2 separate regions of the Cyprinus carpio genome follow, and region 2 is linked to region 1. A link is a contact called in public Hi-C data. All regions are on one chromosome and are shown on one strand. Each heading gives the region's core, a stretch centred on a gene start, on an enhancer-like site or on the middle of the called end of the contact. The rest is flanking DNA. Distances are from core to core; before and after follow the strand shown.

Evidence for each region. Hi-C and Micro-C count contacts between places; a contact is called where the count stands out from the background.
Region 2: a Hi-C map of liver shows a contact between it and region 1, with 8 times the contacts expected there. The contact joins the promoter of LOC109090948 here to the enhancer-like site in region 1. A contact is called at or near these places in 4 of 8 Hi-C or Micro-C datasets (liver and skeletal muscle).

Annotation. Positions count from the first base shown.
Region 1 is chrA12:659,054-664,524 of ASM1834038v1, reverse strand. LOC109090821 (C-Jun-amino-terminal kinase-interacting protein 4-like) reads left to right here. Exons shown (of 31, transcript XM_042767073.1): 30 at 920-1,003; 31 at 1,079-1,437. The coding sequence ends at 1,197. LOC122146935 (a long non-coding RNA gene) reads right to left here. Exons shown (of 2, transcript XR_006161280.1): 2 at 4,434-5,055. Among protein-coding and RNA genes, the nearest start is that of LOC122146935, 5.6 kb to the right of the region's middle. Within about 2 kb of position 3,149, at least 6 of the 8 cell types and tissues checked have an H3K27ac peak or open chromatin away from gene starts, as enhancers often do. A contact at or near this core is called in liver and skeletal muscle, where this site is marked.
Region 2 is chrA12:722,108-727,578 of ASM1834038v1, reverse strand. LOC109090948 (ER lumen protein-retaining receptor 2-like) reads left to right here and starts at 2,770. Exons shown (of 5, transcript XM_019104786.2): 1 at 2,770-3,013; 2 at 3,370-3,470; 3 at 5,328-5,471. The coding sequence starts at 2,923.

The DNA of each region.
Region 1 (5,471 bases), core at 1,900-4,399:
GTTTTGTCTTTTTAATTAAGAAACCAAAAAGCATGTCTTAATTTATCGAAATCATGAAATGTATACAATTTAAAAAAAAAAAATAAAATGTAACTTTTTCATTTTTTTCTAGTTGCAGTTTTAGTTTTTCCCCGTTATATTTTTCCCATTTCAGATAAATGTTAGTAATCATAGAGCTTGTCTAATTAATTGAATTCGTAATACTTTTAACAGTTTAATCATTAATAAGAAATTTGACAAATTACACATGAGGATAAATAAGTATAAAAATACATGAGCATATAAATGAAAGAATAAAAAATACAGTTAAAAATAGATAAAGAAAATAATTATAAATAAAGTGAGAAAACATAACACAAAATAAAAATTAATTGTATTTATTTTAGCAAGTCATTTATTTATTCATTTGTTTATTTATGCAGATCCTAAATATTTAAGGGCCCTATAAAATCCATTTTATTATTATTATTATTAGTTTTTTTTCTCCAAATTTTGTTTTTTCTGTTTTTTATTTGAGTAGTCTAAAATCATATCTAATCAAGTCAATTCATAAAACTAAATTTACCATTTATTACATTTTCTACAATAATAGTGCCCTAAGAAATTATTATTATTATTTTTTTTTTATGGATTTATGATTTAATACAAATTTATTATCCATAACTGTAGCAATCAAATGTAGGCATAAAACATGAACAGTTCAATTAATCTGAAGACGGATTTAGTTAATAACAGAGCCACGGTGTCTTATTCTAATAGAACTATTGATCAAATGTGAGAATCAGACATAAAAGATGATGCATGCATTTAATAAGGTTAGAACAAATCAAGACACAAATGTTTAAAAGTTTGACCCAAAACTGAGAATCGTGAAGCCTGTGTTAAACATAAACGTCTGTGGTGTTGTTGTGTGTTGCAGGAGTGGAGGCGTCTGATTCTCCGGAGCTGGTGAAGTCTGTGCTGGTCGTGAGCGGAGGAGAGGGCTACATTGACTTCAGGATGGGTGAGTGAGACGTGTCCCGGAGCCTCGCTCCTGTTAGAAGCAGCTGATCACTCACGCGCCTCTCGTCCTTCACAGGAGATGAAGGAGGAGACGCAGAAAACATGGACGAGCCCACCCTCACCCTGCAGCCCCTCCTGGCCAAAGCTGAGCGCAGCCACCTCATCGTGTGGCAGGTCATGACCGGAGACGAGTGACGCTTCGGACCTCCAGCAGTCGTGCTCTTATGAACTCTGCTTTTGCCCGTCATCTTCGGCAAGTGCTTCCTTTAGCAGAACAGATGGCAAATAAAGGGCGATTCTGTATTTTTGGGTGAAAGCACTTAACTAGAAGAGCTTTTGTGTTTGTTTGTGGGATGTTTTCACTGATAAGCGCTCTTTCAATCCTTCCAGATAAATCATCCACTTTTTTCATATGAATGTCGCACGGTTACCAAAGGACAGAGGAAATAATTTCATATCTTCACTGATGGATCACTTTGTGTCACGCAGATCCACGTCACGTTTTGCTCTTTCGCCTCTTTTTTAACACTAGAGCAGGTTTCGCAGGAAATAGCGCGTCGAGACAAACGCATATTTTTATGACTCTTTTGTACACGTCTTTTAGACTCTAGTGTGTGACGCTTTCACGCCGAGCTGCAGAGACAACTTCCTTAGCGGTATTTATTTCTATGAGCGAGCCTTTGCTGTTCGGAATGTAACTTTGTACATTGAATATAAATATATATGAAATACAGATATGTATATGAAATGTAGACTGCTTGGATTTGAGTTTTTGATGATGTAAATCTGATTGATTGATTGATTGATTGATTGATTGATTGATTGATTGATTGTGGATCAAAATAACGGACTACAGAAATGTAAAAAAAAAATCACTATGCACTATTTTTAAAGGACAGTGAGTGAGTGTGTGTGTGTGTTGTGTTTAGATGAGTGTGTTATGCCAGCATTTTGTGGACCGGAGGAGTGCACCGTCCCATAATCCTCCAGGTTTGTGCACTTCCTGTCTGTAAGAATGGCGTGGACATCACCCAGTATCCTCTGTTAGACTGTCATCTCTTCAGTATCTTCATCTCCTCCTGAATCATCTTAGCCTTATACTTTTTATTAATCTATTAAACTCAGTTTTTGGGGAACATGTTGTGTTTTTGCTGTTGTTATTATCACAAGCAATTTTACAAGACTATTTTCAAATGCACTCTTTTAATGATAAAATGTACATGAAGTTGGTCTCTTTCTGGGAAGCAACCAAAAAACAAACTAATTGTTAATAAAGCCAAGCAGACGTTCTAAAGTAGATCTCTACATTAAATGATTTGCAATGAACAGACTGTTTAATGTAAACTAAGATTTATTTGAGGATGTTTTGCTTTGCTTTAACAGTTTGTTTTTGAACGAACGAACGAACCATTTGAATCATTCACTCAACTGATTCATCCGAAACTGATTCATAACCATTAGGATGAGGGTTTGATTTAGGATAGATTGCATGTAATTATGCTTAATTTATTGTCATCACTGTAGTGAATACATGTAACGGACACCATAAAATAAAGCCATAAAATATTTTAAATATGCAAATGATGCATTATCTAATTAAACATGCACTAATTTGCATATATTTCCAGAAAAGAAATCTGAACATCAGTTTATTGACATATTAAAAGATTTTTAGAGAATTGATTTTTATCACATCATAAATACATTCTCACCATTTGTTTTGTAATAAACTGTTATATAAACCAGTGATATATGAACAAACCCCTCAAAAACACTTAGACAAGAATATAGACAGGAGTAAAACTATAGGAGATTTCTGAAAGATGTGTATTCTACGGATGCAAAGAGAGAACACTTTCGGAGGTTTTCATTTCCACTAGTCTGAAAGAAGACATGTTATGGAAGTAAATGGTTTCTTGCCTAAAATGTCTAAATACATTTTAGTATGCATATATCTGATGTTGTAGATCTGGCCACAGGAGAGCAGCAGCATGCCACTTCATTCCTGCCATAGAAGAGACATTCAGTGAAGGAGCTGCTCCTCCCCCTCCTGTGATTGGCTGCCGCTGGTGCATGCAGTATCCTCCCCCTCCTGTGATTGGCTGCCGCTGGTGCACGCAGTATCCTCCCCCTCCTGTGATTGGCTGCCGCTGGTGCATGCAGCACATGTTCTGACACAACACATTACTGAACTTCTGAATCAGCACACAGACATTCAGTAACCATGAGGGGAGCTCTGATCTGAACCTTGAGCACTTCTGAGATGCCTCACATGCACTGAGTCTCTCTCATGTCTGTCTCCCCAGCAGAAATCACTGCAGCCCACACAGTGAGGAGCTCTTCTGGTCAGGTGACACGTGTGGAGCTCATCAAACATTCATGCTGCTTATGTAACCCATCCAGCTGGTGTATCCAGGGAGGTTTCCAGGGTTTAGGGAGCGTAATTGCCCGACGCAGTGAGGATGCCTGGGGCTCCTGGACGCTCCCGTGAGGTGTGAAGACTTTCTATATTAGGACAGTTATACATGGAGTGACTGTGTCGTTCTCTTTATAAAGTCACACATCTATCAAATCCAGCAATTTCAATTCATTCCCTTGCGCCAAAACAAATAAGCCCCCAGATTTGAGTCTTAGAGCTTTGGCAGATTTATATTGGATTGAGTTTTCATCATTTGGAGCGTTTCTGCCGCTGTGAAGGAGCCTGGTGATATTTGCATTATTGGGATTTAGATGTTACACAATGCAGCATCCTGGCGGTGCATGCCTGTCTGTAAACACTCCCCACTGGTGTATAATGTATAAACCAAAGCTGACTGTAATTGGCCATCAGAGACTGAAAGTAATTAGTCTTATGGAGAACGAAGGCGGTCACTTTTATTTCTGTCTTGCAGAGATCTGTTGGATTCCCATTGTGTAAAAAGTAGGTTTCTCTAAAAAAAAAAAATGCATATATCATGCAATGCGTTCATGGACTTTTTATTAAAAACCATTAAAAATCTATATTTTGGGGAAAAAAAGTAATTATATGACTGAATAAGAAAATGGCATTTACATTTGTCATCAGGTTTAATCACTATTTTGCCTTCACTAGTTTTGAATGATTCTGTAATGACAACTACATTTTTACAAGTAAAAATATTCCATGGAGTTGCTCTATTCTATTTTGTTGTAAAGGTGCATGCATATTATTATTATTATTATTATTATTATTATCATCATTGTGCATGCCCCTACTAATAATACCATCACTAAACATTTAACCTTGTAAATTATTTATTATTATTATTATTATTTTGCATGAATCTTTTATGATGCTATTGTATATTTAGACTTGTAAATTATTAATATATTATTATTGTTGTTGTTGTTGTTACTGTGCATGCTTTTTTATGATGCCTCTGAATATATATACTTTTAAATTATTCATGTTATTATTATTATTATTTAGTATATGGAAGAAATGTTCAAGATTAGAGTATAGCATGTCACATCATAGAACATGACAGCTTTTTATGAACTGTTTTCATATTTCATGTTAACCATCCAATTATAAAAAATGTCAATCTACAGTTTCTCTAGTGCAGGGAATGAAATGTATTCACACGATGCAGTTTTAGAACAGCACGTCATATGATAACAAAGCTGAATGCGAATTCGTTTTCATTTCCTTTGACTCTTTATAAATATTTATGCTATCAAATCTCTTATCAGGATATTGCAGACAGCAGCGGATTCTACTTTGGATGGCATGCGTTGTTCAGAGACTGATTTTGTGTATTTGTCAGCAGCGGTGGAGAGATGATGCTAGGGCTAACATCAGGCCTCTCTATCGCTGACTGATGTTTAGCTGCTGGTAGGAAGCATCCTGTAGCATCTGATGACTGAGGCCTTTATACACGATGGCAGACGGCTCTTGTGTCCGGTAATGCGATGTCAGTTCTTCACATCTGCCATGCTGGATCAAAGGAGAAGTCTGTGCGGTCCGGCCGTTCACTCGCTCTCAGCACTTCTGACTGCTTGTGCTCAAATAAAGAGGAGCCCAAATTAGCCCGACTCCAGCAGGAACATGTGCGAGAGAGAGAGAGAGAGAGAGAGAGAATACTGTCTGCATTAGAAGATGCTTACTTTCACCTTTCAGACATTTTTCACACATTTTCACCTTTTCCTTCTGCATTCATCTAAAAAAAAAAAAATCCCATGCATAAACTAAAGTTATGATTTTATGTTTCTGAAAAAAGTCTCTTCTGTTAAGCAAGGCTGCATTTATTTGATGAAAAATACAGTAAAAATTGTGAAATATTATTAGAATGTAAAACAGCTGTTTTCTATGTGAATCTCTGTTAAACTGTAATTTATTTCTGTGATGCGCAGCTGTATTTTCAGCATCATTACTCCAGTCTTCAGTGTCACATGATCTTCAGAAATCAATCTAATATGATTATTTGCTGCTCAAGAAACATTTCTGATTA
Region 2 (5,471 bases), core at 1,521-4,020, 63 kb before region 1:
ATCTATCTATCTATCTATCTATCTATCTATCTATCTATCTATCTATCTATCTATCTATCTATCTATCTATCTATCTATCTATCTATCTATCTATATTGTGTTGCCAGGTTAACAACACACTTTTCTTTTTTGTCTGTTTTTGTTTTGGTCTGTTGTGATTTATTCAGATGTTATGTATTTATTCAATATGCATTCAAATTTTAAAATAAATTACACATACAATAAAACACGTGTTTTAATCAGAAATAATTTAAACTAATATAATACATATATATATAATTATTATTATTTTATTATTAATTAATTAATTTATTTATTTATTTGAGGCATAAGGATAAAAAGGTTTCATTGAAAGAATAAGATTCTTGAAAAGAAAACCTGAAGTATTTTGGTATGATCTTTTTATTTCTTCGACAGTGAAATTTTAAAACATTTTCAATGTTGGAAAAACTTTTGTCCACCAAATCCAAGCCACGTGATACAGCCAACATTATCTTACAGACAAGAACCCTTTATTATATTAAGAATAATTATTATTATACAAATAATGAATAATTCTTAATAATTGCACAAAAAACAATGAACAGTGATTGATATTATAAATGATTATATAGATGGAATAAAAGTTATTTATAATTAATAATAATAATTATATTAATATAAATTAAATAAATGCATATAAATAATAATATATAATTAATATTAATTAAATAATTGTTTATTTATATTATGAATTCATTATATTTGTAAAAATATGTTTTACCTGCAAAAACATTTATTATTAATATGTGCAAACACATGTATGCAAGGTGTAATAGAAATAAGAATTAAATTGTAGCTTATATTGAAAACATAGAATTCTGCATAGTATAGAAGCATGTAGAAACAAGTGTTTTAAACTGATTCTGGATGATGATCTTATTTCTGGTTTAATTTGTGATAATGACCTGCTGACTGTACATGTGTTGTGTTTTAAGGCGGGGCCTGGGTGTGACCCGAGGAACACCTGGAGACGTGGAGGGAGCAGGTGACACACCTGAGCACACACGTGTTCCTGAAGCTGCGGTTCGAGGAGGATCTGTGTGTACTGCGTCCTGAAACCTCAGGAACGAACCTCTCTTCTGAAACATGAATTATTTGTGACAGGAATGAAAGGACTTGGTTTAAGATGAATGATGCGTCTCAGCAAAATCAAAAGATTGTTTTATTGCAACTAAGATTTAATCTGGGGGAAGATTAAAATGATCATATCTGATAAAACACATTGATTTTATGAATACAGAGGAATTAAACTCCACATCTCATTCTGTGCCTCCTTAAAATGAATGTCTGAATTTCTTAAGGACCAATGTAAGACATTTTTTCACGATGAATTTACAATATTATTATGACCTAAAATGTTGTTTATTGTTGAGTGCTCAACACAAAGTGTCTCAGGTTTGGTGTGACGTTCTGTTTGTAGAATTTTTTTTTTTAAATGTTCTCCTGACATTGATTATGTGTTTACAGTGCAATAAATCTACTTTAGTTCCCAATATTTGTGTTCAGCTTCTATTTGTGATGTAATATTGCGAGTACACGTGATGATGAGGTAAGCAGAACGTTTAGTTTATCGCCTAAATGATTATTTAAGTAAGTTAATAAGACAAAATAACTCATTAAAATGCAACACAAAGCTAGCTGAGATAAAGCCCTTCACATGCATTTTAAAAAAGATATATATTACAAAAGCTTGAACCTTTCAAATAGTGTTTTTAGAGCAATGCAATGCTAAATAAGCCAGTATTTCATGTGCTTTTGGCTTGATAAACTTTCCCTTTAAAACACATTTATAAAAACAATTGAGTTTAAAAATAAATAAACGCTTTCTGATGGAAATGAGAAGCACATTTCTGGCAAAGCAATGGAGTGACAATTGCAAATAATAAATATAGATTTCTTTATAGTCAAGTTCATTTTTAAAAAGTGCATTAAATTTAGTTATTTAGTTTAACAATTTATTTTTACAGATTTTTTAAAAAATAAAAAAACATTTATAGTTTATAGATAATACATAATATTAATGAACTCACTATTAATAATTAATATTAATACTTAAGATTAACAATTAATTTTGTTTGTAATAATACATCTATGCACTGGAGAAAGAAAATATGTTTTTATTGGTACCTTATTTAAAAATGCATTTATGATCAATAAGTTAATTGTTAGAAGTGTATTTGATTTCGCTTTATTCAGGTTAAACTATAGTTTTCGGTATTTTTAATTTCATTTAATTTCTTTAATAAGATTTACAGCATGAAAATGTTCCAAAAGCACGTTTCACGTGTGATCTGAACACATATGCGGTGTTTCTGTAAGAGTGTTTGAATAAGAGCTGGCTTCTAAACGAACACACAGCTTCACAGAAACAGAGGAAAAGAAATCGGCACGACAGAAAAGTCGAAATAGGCGGGGCTTTGGAGAAAAACTCTCGTGTCGCCACGTGTCTCTTGTTACTTTTCTCCGCGTTGTTCAGAGCGGACCAATCAGAGCCGTCCGCGATTACTGGCTCATGCTTTTACTTCATATACTTTTATTACGCGGATTCGTATTTAGCATTCAAATGCTTGCAATCGTGCAATTATCTATATTTTATTACTTATATTTTTAGTATATATTTATATTTGGTACTTATATGTAAACCAAGCCCGAAAGAGTCGGGGCCTCCGCGCGCCCCCTAGAGGAAAACACCTCGTTTGCAGTAATGCATGTTTTGTGCAGCGGTGTTCGCCTCCCAGTGACGCGCCGCGAGCTTCATCACCGTGGCCACGTCGCGCTGCTCTCGCCATCTTTCAGTCGGGAACAGCCGTGTGTACTGCGCGGGGGGCGGAAGACCAGCACTCGCACGCGCCGCAGACCCTGCACCGGAGCCCAAGAAACATGAACATCTTCAGACTGACGGGGGACCTGTCCCACTTAGCAGCCATCATCATCCTCCTGCTGAAGATCTGGAAGACCAGGTCGTGTGCGGGTGAGTCACCACGCGCACTATCTAGGGCTGTTTTTGAGTGTGCGAACTTCACACCTGGTGAGAGTGTGTGTGCGCGCGTTGTAAACTCATGCACTAGGCCTCGTGTGAGTGTAATGTGTGAATGCACGGTTGTTATGTGAGCTGAACTCAAAGAATGCTGGGAAGCCTGTTTAGCTCCATGTAGACTGTAGATAACTCTGATCTCTGACGTGGCAGCAGGATCTCATCACAACATTATTTGTTTTACACTCTTGTGCATGCTCTGCTGGGCGTTCTTGATGTGTTTAAAGCGAACTGAAAGCTTCAGAGACAGAACTGTGTTGAAATGCATGTTGTTGTTTCTGTCTGTTCTTCAGGAATCTCTGGGAAGAGTCAGATTCTCTTCGCCTTGGTGTTCACCAGCCGCTATCTGGACCTTCTCACTTCCTTCATTTCCTTGTACAACAGCACCATGAAGGTGAAGCGGCGCTGATTAAAGCTCAAAGCATGCACATATACATGCCTTGTTTTCACCAGACCTGTCATCGAGGCAAAATAACAGACCACTGATCAGTTAAAAGACCACCAGAGTTTGTTTACTCTAGAATACAGATGTGCATGAACTCCACCGGCCTGAAAAAACACAAACACAGAGGAAACAATGAGTGTAATCTGATTTTAATTTAAAAGAATGTTCTGTATTCTGATTCTATAACATATTCTTTAATGTTTTGTATTTTAGACGGGTTGTCATGGTGTCAGACAATATTCATCTCTAAAATATGCACAGTTTTTAGATAAAATAATTAAAATAATACAAATATTATAATCAATGCATAATGTTTCCTATTAACAGTGTTTGTTAAAAGTGAAATTTTTACAAATCCAATGCATGGTGTTGCATACACACACAGACACACACACACACACACACACCATACATTGGATTTGTAAATATAAATATATGCCCTCTACTAATATTGGCACCTGTGGTAAATATGAGCAAAGGTAGCAGTGAAAATAAATCTGCATTGTTTATCTTTTTAATCTTTGGTTCAAAAAATTCATAAAATTGTAACCTATCGTTGAAGAAAAATAATTGAAAGTGGGGGGAACTCACATTATGAAATAAATGTTTTTCTCCAATGCATGTTGGCCACAATTATTGGCACCCCTAGAAATTCTTATGAGTAAAAGATCTCTAAAGTGTATATCCAATTCATATTTACAATTTTATTTTAGTACACCGGGGTGACTAAGAGCATTGTCCAGCCATGACTTCCTGTTCCACAGGATTATTAATATGAGGGAAACAAAGGCCAAATGTCATTAATCATCCATCACAAGGAGTAAAACCAAAGAGTATAGTTCTTCTGATGTGCAGAACAAGATTCCTGAGCTTCACAACATAGAAAGTGTCTGTAAGAAAAGAGCTAAAGCATTGAAAATCCCCGTTTCCTCCATCAGGGCAATAATTAAGATATTACAAATCTGCCTGGAAGAGGACGTGTGTGTATCCTCCTCTTCTTATAATCGCCTGTGGTGGGATCTTCCATCAGGACAGTGATCAAAACAAACATCAAAATCAATACAGAAACTGTCCGTCCCAGTTCCCCGACCTGATGATGCAATAACTGGGGGCCGATAATTGTGACTAACATGAACTAGAGAAGAACATCTGTGACCCTGGAGCACAAAACCAGTCATGAGGGTCAGTTTTATGAAACAGAGATTCATGCATCATCTGAAAGCTTGAATAAATAATCTCCGAATTGATGTATGGTTTGTTAGGAGGACAATATTTGTCTGAGATACAACTATTTGAAAATCTGAGGGAGCAAAAAAATCTAAATATTGAGAAAATCATCTTTAAAGTTGTTCAAATGAAGTTCTTAGCAATGCATATTACTAATCAAAAATTAAGTTTTGATATATTTACGGTAAGAAACTTACAAAATATCTTCGTGGAACATGATCTTTACTTAATATCCTAATGATTTTTGTCATAAAAGAGAAATATTGTGACTCATACAATGTATTGTTGTCTATTGTTACAAATATACCTGTGCTACTGATGACTGCTTCTGTGCTGCAGGGACACAGATATATTTCATAATGAGTTTAACCTCAACAAACGGTTAGAATTTAGTGAATTTTTGGAATGGAAGCTCAAAAAGATATGTTTTATGTTTAGATATTTCCTGTGATGGTCATTTTTTACTTTTTAGTTCCCGTGATTTTTGAGTGTGTTCATATAAAAGTCACCAACTTTTGTATCATTCAGACGAAGTACACAAAACTCAAAGGGACTTTTTTGTGTCATGTTTCCGTGCAGGTCATCTATATCGCATGTGCGTATGCCACGGTTTACCTGATATACGTCAAGTTCAAGGCCACGTATGATGGCAACCACGACACGTTCAGGGTGGAGTTCCTGGTGGTTCCAGTCGGCGGTCTGGCCTTCCTCGTCAACCATGAC